Regions from separate parts of the Ovis aries genome. Here region 1 is linked to region 2. Evidence: chromatin contacts called from public Hi-C data. All regions are on one chromosome and are shown on one strand. The core of a region is the stretch at or near the end of the contact, and the rest is flanking DNA. Distances in the headings are between cores, read along the strand shown. Region 1 holds the start of QRICH2 (glutamine rich 2). Region 2 holds the start of RHBDF2 (rhomboid 5 homolog 2).

What was found. Hi-C and Micro-C count contacts between places; a contact is called where the count stands out from the background.
Region 1: a contact with region 2 is called in a Hi-C map of muscle, with 4 times the contacts expected there. The contact joins the promoter of QRICH2 here to the promoter of RHBDF2 in region 2. A contact is called at or near these places in 7 of 16 Hi-C or Micro-C datasets (blood, liver, mixed tissues and 4 more).

What each region holds. Positions count from the first base shown.
Region 1 is chr11:54,755,557-54,760,920 of ARS-UI_Ramb_v3.0, reverse strand. QRICH2 (glutamine rich 2) reads right to left here and starts at 3,986. Exons shown (of 19, transcript XM_042256334.2): 1 at 3,463-3,986; 2 at 3,207-3,296; 3 at 1,994-2,053; 4 at 1,478-1,576. The coding sequence starts at 3,972.
Region 2 is chr11:54,587,709-54,592,740 of ARS-UI_Ramb_v3.0, reverse strand. It overlaps RHBDF2 (rhomboid 5 homolog 2), which reads right to left and starts at 1,980. Exons shown (of 22, transcript XM_060394993.1): 1 at 1,952-1,980.

The DNA.
Region 1 (5,364 bases), core at 2,737-5,236, 170 kb before region 2:
AGCCTCAATCCTGCCTGTCTACTCATGATGCAGGTGGAGAGTGTACCTCACAATCACCTTAGAGTTACTGCCAACAAAGCAAAAAAAAAAAAAAAATTGGGCTCAAGTGTGTTGTATTTCCTCAGCTTGAGAGAGTGAAACTCTCCACTGCTTTCATTATGATCATTACTGACTCTTGCTTCTCAGAAATTAATATTTAAATTTATTCTCATCTGCTTCTGGGGCTGTTCGTGATTCTGAGCAGCCGTCAGAACCCTGACACTTTCTCACTTCTGGACAAGTGAGAAGTCAAGAGGCGCTTCTGTCGAGGCTTATTTTTAGGTCTTGCGGGTGTCTTCTGCTGGCACCCCCAAGAATGTGCTGCTCTCTCGAAACATAGAATAGTGATATGTGGGTAAATGCAAAAAAGCTTTGGCTTAAAAAAAAATGACAGTGAAAGCAGAGGCCACCTTTTTCTAGGTTGGTCGCTTGGTTTGCAGGCTCTTCCTTGAACTCTCTGATGCTGCTTTCCTTGAAGAGGGCCCTGACCTCAGAAAACAAGGAGACTAGAAGGGTGTCTTTGTACCAAGACGGTATTCGGCGCACCCCAGATGGCCACTTGGTGGCGCCAAAGGCCTCACTCTCTTTCCCCTGCTTGTGGGACCCTTTCTGAGGAATCCAGATACACAAAGTCAGAGGAAGAGGAATGTCAAGACCAAAAGGACACCTGATCCTTGTCCTTGAGGGTCATTTGAAAATACCCCCTTTGTTCAGACAAAGAAAGCTTGGTTTGGTTATCCTATGCACTGCCTCGAGGCAGATGCCACCTGTGTGTACAAGTCACCATCAGCAAAAGGCTCCCTGAACGGGTTTTATTGCCACAGTTGCTCACCTTTGTGCACTGATAGTGAAGGGACCCATGCGTGTTAGGACAGACTCTAAAGGAACTTTGAAAAGCTAGGAAAGCAAATCAAAACTATCCTCTGGGGACTTCCCTGGTGATTCAGTGGCTGAAACACCATGCTCCCAATGCAGGGAGCCTGGATTCAATCCCTGGTCGGGGAACTAGATTCCACATGCTGCAACTAAAAATATTTCACATGCCACAACCAGGATCTGATGCAGCAAATTAATATTTTTTAAAAAAACAAACAAAATCCGGTACTGAGAAACAAGTTCTCTGCTCTGCTGTTCGTGGAACTCCAAATCAGAACCACAGCCATGAAAGGCAATTTTGGCCAAAGCTATCCAAACTATAAACATGTATTCTGGTTCTAGGAATTTACCCTATGAATACCTTCACTTGTGTGAATGTCGCATTAGAGCAGGGTTCCTTATAGCTTGGGGAAAAACATTAAAACTATCCATAATATTGATAGAAAACTCGTGAAGGAAATTATAAATATCCACATAACAGAACACTGTGAGGTTCAGGGGCCCCTTCCAAGACCACTGCCCACCCCCAGGACCCCCCACCCTTATTTTCTGTTTGTGAGACCTTCCAGCCATCAGTAATCGCCTGCTCCAGCTCTTCCCAGGTGACCATGGTGGCTTCTTCTGAAGATGGCATCCTACTCAGCTTCCGGTTTAATAATTCCTGACAGTGAAAGACAACACGCACAGACAAGCACACACACACACCGAACACACACAACACACACACCCCTAGTTTAATCCCAGGACTCTTTAGGAACAGAACAGAACAAGATGGGGTGGGTCTTTCCAAAGCCCCAAGGAGAAGTACTGTCCTTCAAGAAACCAGTGAATGTTGGGCGGCTGGTTTCCTGTCCCATGTGGGCCTCAGATGGACCAATGAGCAGGGAAAGAATGTTCCCACATGCCAGGGACGGCACCCCAAGAGGCAGGAGACATACATCACCCTAGAATGAAGGCATGCAGACCCCTGGGGTGGGAAACCGGGTGAGCCCCAGGAGAGGGGCCAGGCTCTGGGCAACCATCCTACCCCCTAATCCCCTCTCTCACCACCCTTTCCCGCAGAACTGGCTGATATTACCAGGAATTCGTCCCTTTCTCTATTTATCCTCTCCAGTTCTTCAATCCGTTGAAGGAGTTGCTGGAAGAAGAGTTCAGAGATTGAGGATCAAAACAGCCCCTCCAGTGGCCTCTATACATACACTCACACTCACACACACTCACACACACACACACACACACACACACACACACACACACACGGCAGAAGAGGAAAGGAGGTCCTTGGGTCTTAGAGGAGCTCAAGGTACAGAGAAGCTTGCCAAGCCAGGCTCCCCATTCTCTTCCCAGACAACAAGAGGAAGGGACATGGGGCATGGTGAGTGGTACCCGGGGGCTACGTGCCTTGGACAAAAATGGTGTGAGGGTGGGACCCTTTGTTTGGTCCCAGGATGCATTTCATACAACCCACTAGTGGGACTTTGGAATCAGACTGACCTCGCCTCTCAAGAACAAAGATGATTGGGTATCTGAAAGTCTGCACTGTTTAAAGGGAAAAGTGCCTCTGAAGGATCAAAGCAAATCGCTACCACTTAAAGCAGCTCCTTGGGGCTTCCCAGGTGGCCCAGTGGTAAAGAATCCACCTGCAAGTGCAGGAGACACGGGTTCAATCCCAGGGTCAGGAAGATTCCCTGGAAGAGGAAATAGCAACCCACTCCAGTATTCTTGGGTGGGAAATTCCTTGGACAGAGGAGCCTGGTGGACTACAGTCTATGGCATTGTAAAATGTTGGACACAACTTAGCAAATCAACAGCAAGTGGCTCCTTAGAATTTTGGCAAACCTTCAGAAACTACGAATCTAAAGGTCAAACAGCCTTTACCAAAGACAAACCCCAAATCTAAAAATGTGCTCGGTCGCTTCAGTTATGTCTGACTCTTTGCTTACGCTCAGGGCTCCTGGCTTCTCTCCAAGGAAACAAAGATCCAAGTGAGAGAGAGAGGTTGTTGCCTGGGGAGCTGTGGGTGGTGACTCATGACCCTCTGCATTCTAGCTCTCTTTTCTTGGACCAAACTTTTATCCCTTAACACCCACCACCTTGCTCCTTTATTCTAGTTTAAAGGAAAGTCACTTAAAGAACATTCTGAGAAGTTCTTGGGCCCTCTCTGGGTCTGTTCAGGACGCATGGGTGTCTGACAAGTGGTGGGTGAGCCCTGGGTAAACAGAGGAGAGGAAGGAGGCTGCCCAGGAAGGGGGTCACTCAGCTCCCCAAGGTGGGGTCCCTGCCGCCCTCACCTCAGGCTGCAACTCAGGCTGCGCCTTCTTTTGATGGGCTTCCTTCAAAATCTTCATGTCTTTCATGAGGTCCTGGAGCAGCTCGGGGCCCTGCGAGGTAGAAATCGAGCCGTGGGGCTCCTGGCCTGGGCCTGTCCCTCCCTCGCCTGCCTCCGGGCTCCGGGACTCCTCCCAGGAGCGTGTCTCAGAAGCCCAGCTCCCTGGGGGCGGGGCGCTGGAGAGCGGCCTGGATTGGGCGGGCCGCCCGCACACCCACCTGGAAGACCGGCTTGCTGTCACTCCTGCCTTTCGTCGGCCCTGTCTGCCCCTTCTCCTGCGTCACCAGGGCCAAATCCTTCGTTTCCAGCCAGTCGCGGTCGTCCAGCCCATCAGTCTGGGTGGGGAAGTGCTGCACGTGCGCCACGATGGCCTGCACCTGGCTCCCCACGGTCTTGAGCTGCCGGCCGAGGTCCTGGACCTGGCCGCCCAGGTCCTTCACCTGGGTCTCCAGGGTCTGCGCTCTGGCCACGCTGCTCCTTCGCCTCTCTTTGGGCGCCACCAGCTGCGGGGTGCTGGTCGACACCCGCGGGGACTCAAAGGAGCGGCTCTGGTCGAGCATGGGAGACTGGAAGTCGATCCGCGTCTCCTGCAGGTTGAGGCTCTTGAGCATGGCCACGAGGAGCGTGTGCAGGGCCGTGAAATTGACAGCTCCCACCTCCGGGGTGCCGATGGCGAGGTCGGCCAGCTCCCGGAGGGAGACCGAGAGAGCCGCCGTCGCGGGCGGCATCGTTCGCCTTCTCTGGCGGCCCTGCCCGCCTTACTGCTCGCCCCGCCTCCCGGGCCTTTCCGGGCCCCTGAGAGGCCCCGGGGCGCCCCTGCCCCTGCCCCTGCGTTCAGCCGCGCTGGGCACCAGTCTCGGTCTGGAGCCGCTCTGGAGGCCGGAGAGGTAGCGCCCGGCCACCTGAGTTCCCACTCTTCGCTCCCGGGAAACCCGGGTGCCGGGACCGCAGAGCCTCTGCCGTCAGCCCGCCGCCATCCGATCACCGAGCTCGAACTCGGGAGTGCAGTGTCCAGGCGGCCGGCGGACGTTTGGAACGAAGTTTGTGGCCCCCGTTCGCTGCCCGGTTGTGGATGCCCCAACGCGCATTCGGGGATTCCACGGAAGAATGCGCCTCGCGGAGAGTTGGCCTCTGCGCGGAGACCTGCAGGTCCTTGAAGCCACCCCAGACCCAAGGAAAGCCTGTTCTAGTGGGTCGGGAAAGGCCTGGTCACACCCCAAAGTGCCACGAATTTTTGTTCTCAGTAAACGCCCCCCACCCCCACCCAGGGAACACGTCAATTTGGGGGTGGAAGGGTGGAGGCCCCCTAAGGCTCACCTAGATTCCAGCTGATTCACTCGGGGGTGGGGGGTGGGGGTCACAATAATGCAAAGATTTAAGAGGCCTCATGGCCACTGGGTTTTGTGTGTTCCCTTCACAGGGCAATGGCAATCTAAGAGACACAGTCGTGAGACCTTGGCCCCTTGGGCACAGTTCCCATATCTTTGCTCAATCAGAAGGGAAGGTAACTTAAAGACCAGTCACAGTACCCAGGTGGTTCCAGTTAGCCACCAGCTGACAGAATTTTCTGTGCTGCCCTGGCCTCACTTATCTCAGAACAGACTCACGTGGTCACGTGCCAGCATCTCCCCTATTACATGGCAGGGCCGATGAGATAGGACCAGGGGGACAGTGATGCTCTCAGCAACTGAAGCTTATTCTCCCATACCAGAGTCCCCCAGGAAATGGGTACCGCTTTCAGTGTTGACCTTCCAGATACAGAAAACCTGCATCGACACTTATACTAGACATGATTTTCACTACTTTTCAAAGTCAAATTTTTAGTTTGAACTGGTAAAATCGAAAGCCTCCATGTTCACTCCCTACCTCCCTCCAAAATAAAAGCAGTGTTTCTTGGAAATGGAGCTAAACGAGTCTGTAACCTCCATGAGGGTTAACCACCCAAGGATTTTTGCTCACTATTATATTCCCAGAGCCTGACACACAACAGGCCTTCAGATGGGTTGTTGAGACATTATTCAACACTGCAGGGGGCACAGGTTCAATCCCTGGTTGGGGAACTAAGATCTCACCTGCCGCAAGGAGTGGCCAAAGAATAGGGAAAAATTCTTTGCAGTCTC
Region 2 (5,032 bases), core at 731-3,230:
AAGGCCAGGAACCACACGTAAACAGGATGGAGGGTGGGCGTGGGAATGGAGATTGTCAAGAAGTGGGCAGGGAGGGCAGTGAGGGGGCCTGGGCTCCTGGGCGTGGACAGCTGCTTCATCCCATCCTGCCCTCTCTATGACAGCCCCCGCTGCAATTCCCTGCACAGCGGGGAGCCCAACACAAATAATTAATTCAGAGTTGTCCCTACCGGGAAACCCCCTGGCCTGTGGCTCCGGTGAGCCCCATCTCTCACTGGGGCTCTGCTAACACCAGGAGCAGGGGGCGCCTCGCTGCACTAGCATCAGGGCCCACCCTGGGTCTCTCATCTCACCCAGAGTTCCCACAGCCGCCGAGGAACTTTTTACTGCAGGAGGGAAGCAGACTGTGAAGAGGTAAGGAATGTGTCCTGTTATTCCTTGGATGTTATTTTCCTGATATAAGTGACTGAGGAGTTAGGAGTAGGTTCAGAAGGGAAAATGACAACTGGTCACATGGTGTCAGGCATCCAGGCCCGCCCAGCAGTCAAGGGTTGGGCAGTCTCTGAGCACAGAGCTCACCCCCTTCCCACCCTCCACACTGTGCGGATGTCTGACCCCCAGGGCTGCCCTGGCTCACCCGGCATGGGAGGTGCTCTGGGGGTGAAGCACTCCAGGACCCAGCTGTGAGAGAGTCCCTGTTTCCAGCCCCTCCCCATGGCACCCAGAACTGCTTAATGCAGGGCCTGGGGTTTAAGTAGGAAAAAGGCTGGTGGCACCAAGGGCAGCCTGCTGTTGGGACAGGACTGCCCTCACGCCTTCTTACTGCTTATCTCATTTGGGTTTCTTCCTCCTCTAACCTGGTGAAACTGAGGCAGGGAGGGGCAGTCAGTGAGAAGTAACCTGATGAACCGGGTACCGCTCCAAGCTCAGCACAGCACTCCTGACACTTCCCGCTGGATAACTCTTCATGGGGTAGGGGGCTGTCCTGCACACTTCAGGATGTTTAGCATCATCCCCAACCTCTACACGCTAGATGCTGGGAGCCACAACACTCACCCTCCCTACCCCACCGCCAGGTGTGACAACCAAAACTTCTCCAGACACTGCTGAATGTCCCCTGGCAGGCAAACCACTCCCCCAGGCACGTTTGAGGGTCACTGCTCTGAAGAAGCTTCACTTTCCACCCTGCTCTGCCTCACCTACAGTGACCGTAACAAGACACAGACGCTGGGCCCATTACATTTCAGCAAATACCACCCACACAGGGTCCTAAGGCTAGCCATTGGGAAAGAGCAGCCAGTCCACGTGGGGTGTAGGTCCGCAAGCCCTCCCCTCCTCAGACTCTCCCTTCTCGGCTCCAACTCCAGGCCTTCTCCCTCGGCCTTCCACCCCGGGCTCCTCTCTGCCCTGGAGTTAGGGGCTTATACTCTAGAGACATACTCCTCTCTAACTCAACGCAGTACTCAAGCCCCTCTGTCCAGAAGTCAGGACTCCTGGGTCCAACTTCTGAGCTCCGGTCCGGCCTGGCTGCAGCACCTGTTTCCACCCCGGCGAGGCCGAACAAACTCCCCGGTCGCTGCAGCTCACCCAGGAGAAAGTGGAGGGGCGGGGAAGGTCTGAATTCCGGGCGCTTCTGGGGTGAGGCGGGACTGCGCGGTCCTGCCCTGGGGCTTTCCCCCCCGCTCTTCCTCCTGGGACTTTAAACTGCGGCCCAATCATCCTGTCCCCGCCTCTGGTGACTCGTGGCCCAGGGACCCGGGAGGTGTCTTATCCGAGCTGAGCCTAGGGGCCAGCAGACCCGGTCCAAGGGCCCCGTCCCAGTCCAGCCCCGGCCTCGGGTATCGGCCCACGTGGAGCCAGCGCCGGACCCTTCGCCGGTCACTCACCGCGGCCCCGGGCGCGACCCCGCGGCCCCTCTGGCGCCCGGTGCCCAGTCGCCGCGAACCGACCCCTCCCGGGGCCCCGCGCTCACCTCCCTGCGGCCCCAAGTCCCCGGGACTCAGCTCCTAGCTGCGCCGGCCAGCCGCTGGGTAGTGGCTCCCGGGGGCGGGGCCCCAGCGCTCCGCCTCTTCCCTACCTGCGCGCGGTCGGCGGGGGCGGGGCCGGGAGCGGGGCCGGACGCCTGGGCGGGTCCGGGTCCTGGAGGCGGGGCCGAGCTCTGGGTGGGGCGGGGCCGAGCTCTGGGTGGGGCGGGGCCGAGCTCTGGGTGGGGCGGGGCCGAGCTCTGGGTGGGGCGGGGCCGAGCTCGGTCCCCTAGGCCAGCATCCTCTGCGGCTCCAGGGTCGCACTGCCCTTCCTCGGTCGCTCCAGTGATGTCCCCGCCCGGGCAGAACCCTGTTTTCCGCCGGAGCTACTCTCTTCCGGGCGCCGTCCTCTCATCCCCCAATAAAACGTATAATCTAGGTCTGAAGTGCCATCATCCCGTCAGCTTCCAAGAGAAACCTCTCCAATAACAGCCTCCTCCCAGAGCCTTCATCCCTGGATCAAACGAGCCTGTTCCCTCGGGCCTTTTAGCCCTCAGGCATTCCTTCAAACTCATTTGGAGAGTCTCGCCTGCAAGTCCTGCTGCGGTTGCCGCCTCCGGGACGCCTCCTCTGATTTCCATCGCTGCTCTAGACTCTCCTCCACCGCGAACGCGCCCTCCCCCGCATCCTGCCGCAGCGAAGGCTCCCGGCCGGGCAGAGACCCGGTCTTACTCAACTTCCCCCGCCCACTCGCCCCCGGCACTGCGCCCAGGCCTGGCGCCCAGGACAGATGGGGACCTAGGGTTTGCTCCTGGGAGAAGCCCTCACTGAGTGTCTGTGTGGCGGCGGGGTCTCTGGTAAAGTTCCAGGAATCTCCTTTAGGGGAGACCCAGTTAAAAAAAAAAAATACCCGTGTGGCCTCTGGCCCAATGACACGGAACCTTCCTAATGGGGCAGGACCTTGGTTCTCACGGGTGCCTGCGTCTGAGGACAGCACTCAAGATCTGGAGATTGGACTGCGGGGTCAGCCTCCCGGCCGCGGATCCTGTCTGAGCCTGTTCTCAACATAGTAGCCACCCTGGACCCACCTTCTTACCTGTGAAACCACTGGTGGTGGCATCTCTACCGCCACAGAAGCCTCAGATCCTGGGCTTGCCACTGTACCTCACTCAGCTCCTTCAACCTCCCTGAGCCTGCGGCTTCCTTCTCTTTAAAATGGGGATAAGGGACTTCCCTGGTGGTCCAGTGGCGAAGACTCTGTGTTCTCAAGGCAGGGGGCACAGGTTCAATCCCTGGTCAGGGAACTAGATCCCACACGCCACAGCCAAGACCTGGTGCAACCAAATAATTGAATTAAATAAATAATTCATTTTAAAAATAAACAAATTTTAAAAATGGGAGTAAAAGAAATTTCCTAGCAGTCCAGTGGTTAGGACTCCGTGCTTCCACTGCTGGGAGCCTAAGTTCGATCCCTGGTCGGGGAACTAAGATCCTGCATAAATAAACAAATAAAAATGGAGGTAAAAATAAGCCCTGATAAAAAAATAGGACCGATGCTGAAGCTGAAGCACCAATACTTTGGGGACCTGATGCAAAGAACCGACTCATTGGAAAAGACCCTGATGCTGGGAAAGATTGAAGGCAGGAGAAGGGGAGGACAGAGGGAGGACATAGGATGAGATGGTTGGATGGCATCACCGATGCAATGGACATGAATTTGAGCAAGCTCTGGGAGCTGGTGATGGACAGGGAACCCGGGCGTGCTGCAGTCCATGGGGTCACAAAGCATCAGACACAACTGAGTGACTGAACTGAACTGAAACATAGGCCCTGTCTCTTGTAAGAAGCCTCTTGAAGGGCAGGAGGCACTGCTCATAATTGTGAGCAGCTGCTATCGTTAGCTGCTAGTGCTGTTACTGTTACCACAGGAGGACCTCAGTGTCTCCTCAACTTTGAGCCAGTCTCTCTACTTGCTCTCAGCCCAGAGATCTCAGCTTTGATTCCTAGCCTCCCTCCTCTGCTGCGGCCTCGCCCCTGGCCCTGTAGCTCCACTGGGGTGGGGGCAGGCAGAGTCTCCTCTGCCCTCCCATTCCTACAGGACGTCTCAAGCATGTGCCCTGCAGCCGGGCCCAAACCCCTGCACCCTCCCTTCCCAGAGGCATCTCTCCTCAGGACCCAGCTAACTGGTCCCCCGGGGTGTGTGTGGCCCCGACTGACGCCCTGCTGGTGCCCAGTCACTCTGTCCTGGTCTTCCCACCCCTTGGTTGGGGTCTGGCTGCCCAGGTGCCCATGCTCCCTCCTCCGGATGCTGATGTTCTGGCCTAGCCTCCTACGGTAGACTAGATAAATAAAATCATTGGTGGGGGGTGCAGGGGCGGTGGTGAGATCTGGGGTGAGCTTCTGTGTCCAAATGCCCCTTTCTCAGCCCTGAGCAGGCTCTTATTCCCCCCAAACCCACCCCTTGGAGAGACATGGCTGGCCCAGAGGAGCCAAGTTTGAAGTGAGACACCGGTCAGGGGTGGGAGAGGCAGACGGTGTCTGGTCCCTGTGGGGACCAGAATCAGACAGTGATGTTGGTCCCAGGGTGGGCCAGGGCTTTGGCTTTTTATGAAGCTCCTGACCCCAACCTTCCTGCTATTTATCACTGACCCGGATGGGGGTGGATGGTAAGGAAAGAGGGGGAGGGACTCGGGGGTGCTGTGGACCATCCAGAGAAAGGCACCTCTACTCCTCCCCATCCCCCAGGCCTTGCGGAGTGGGGGTCAGGCCAAAGCTGGAGGATTGCTCCTCACGGCCCCTGCAGGGGCCATTTATTTATTATGCACATCCACATCCGGGGAAGCTGCGGGGTGCAGACTAGGCTAGACCAGGGCCCACGTGCAAAGCTTGGCACTCCATAGGGTAGATGGGATGTCGGAGGGGGAAGGAGAGGGCAGCCAGCCATCCTGAGTCCTTCCCCTGATCCAGGGGCTATAACACGTTATTGCAGGTAATACTCAAGACAACTCCGGAAGTGGTACCACGATTATCGTCTCCTTTGTAGGGATGAGAACACTGACGCAGGGAGAGATGTTGACGGAGCAACTGGT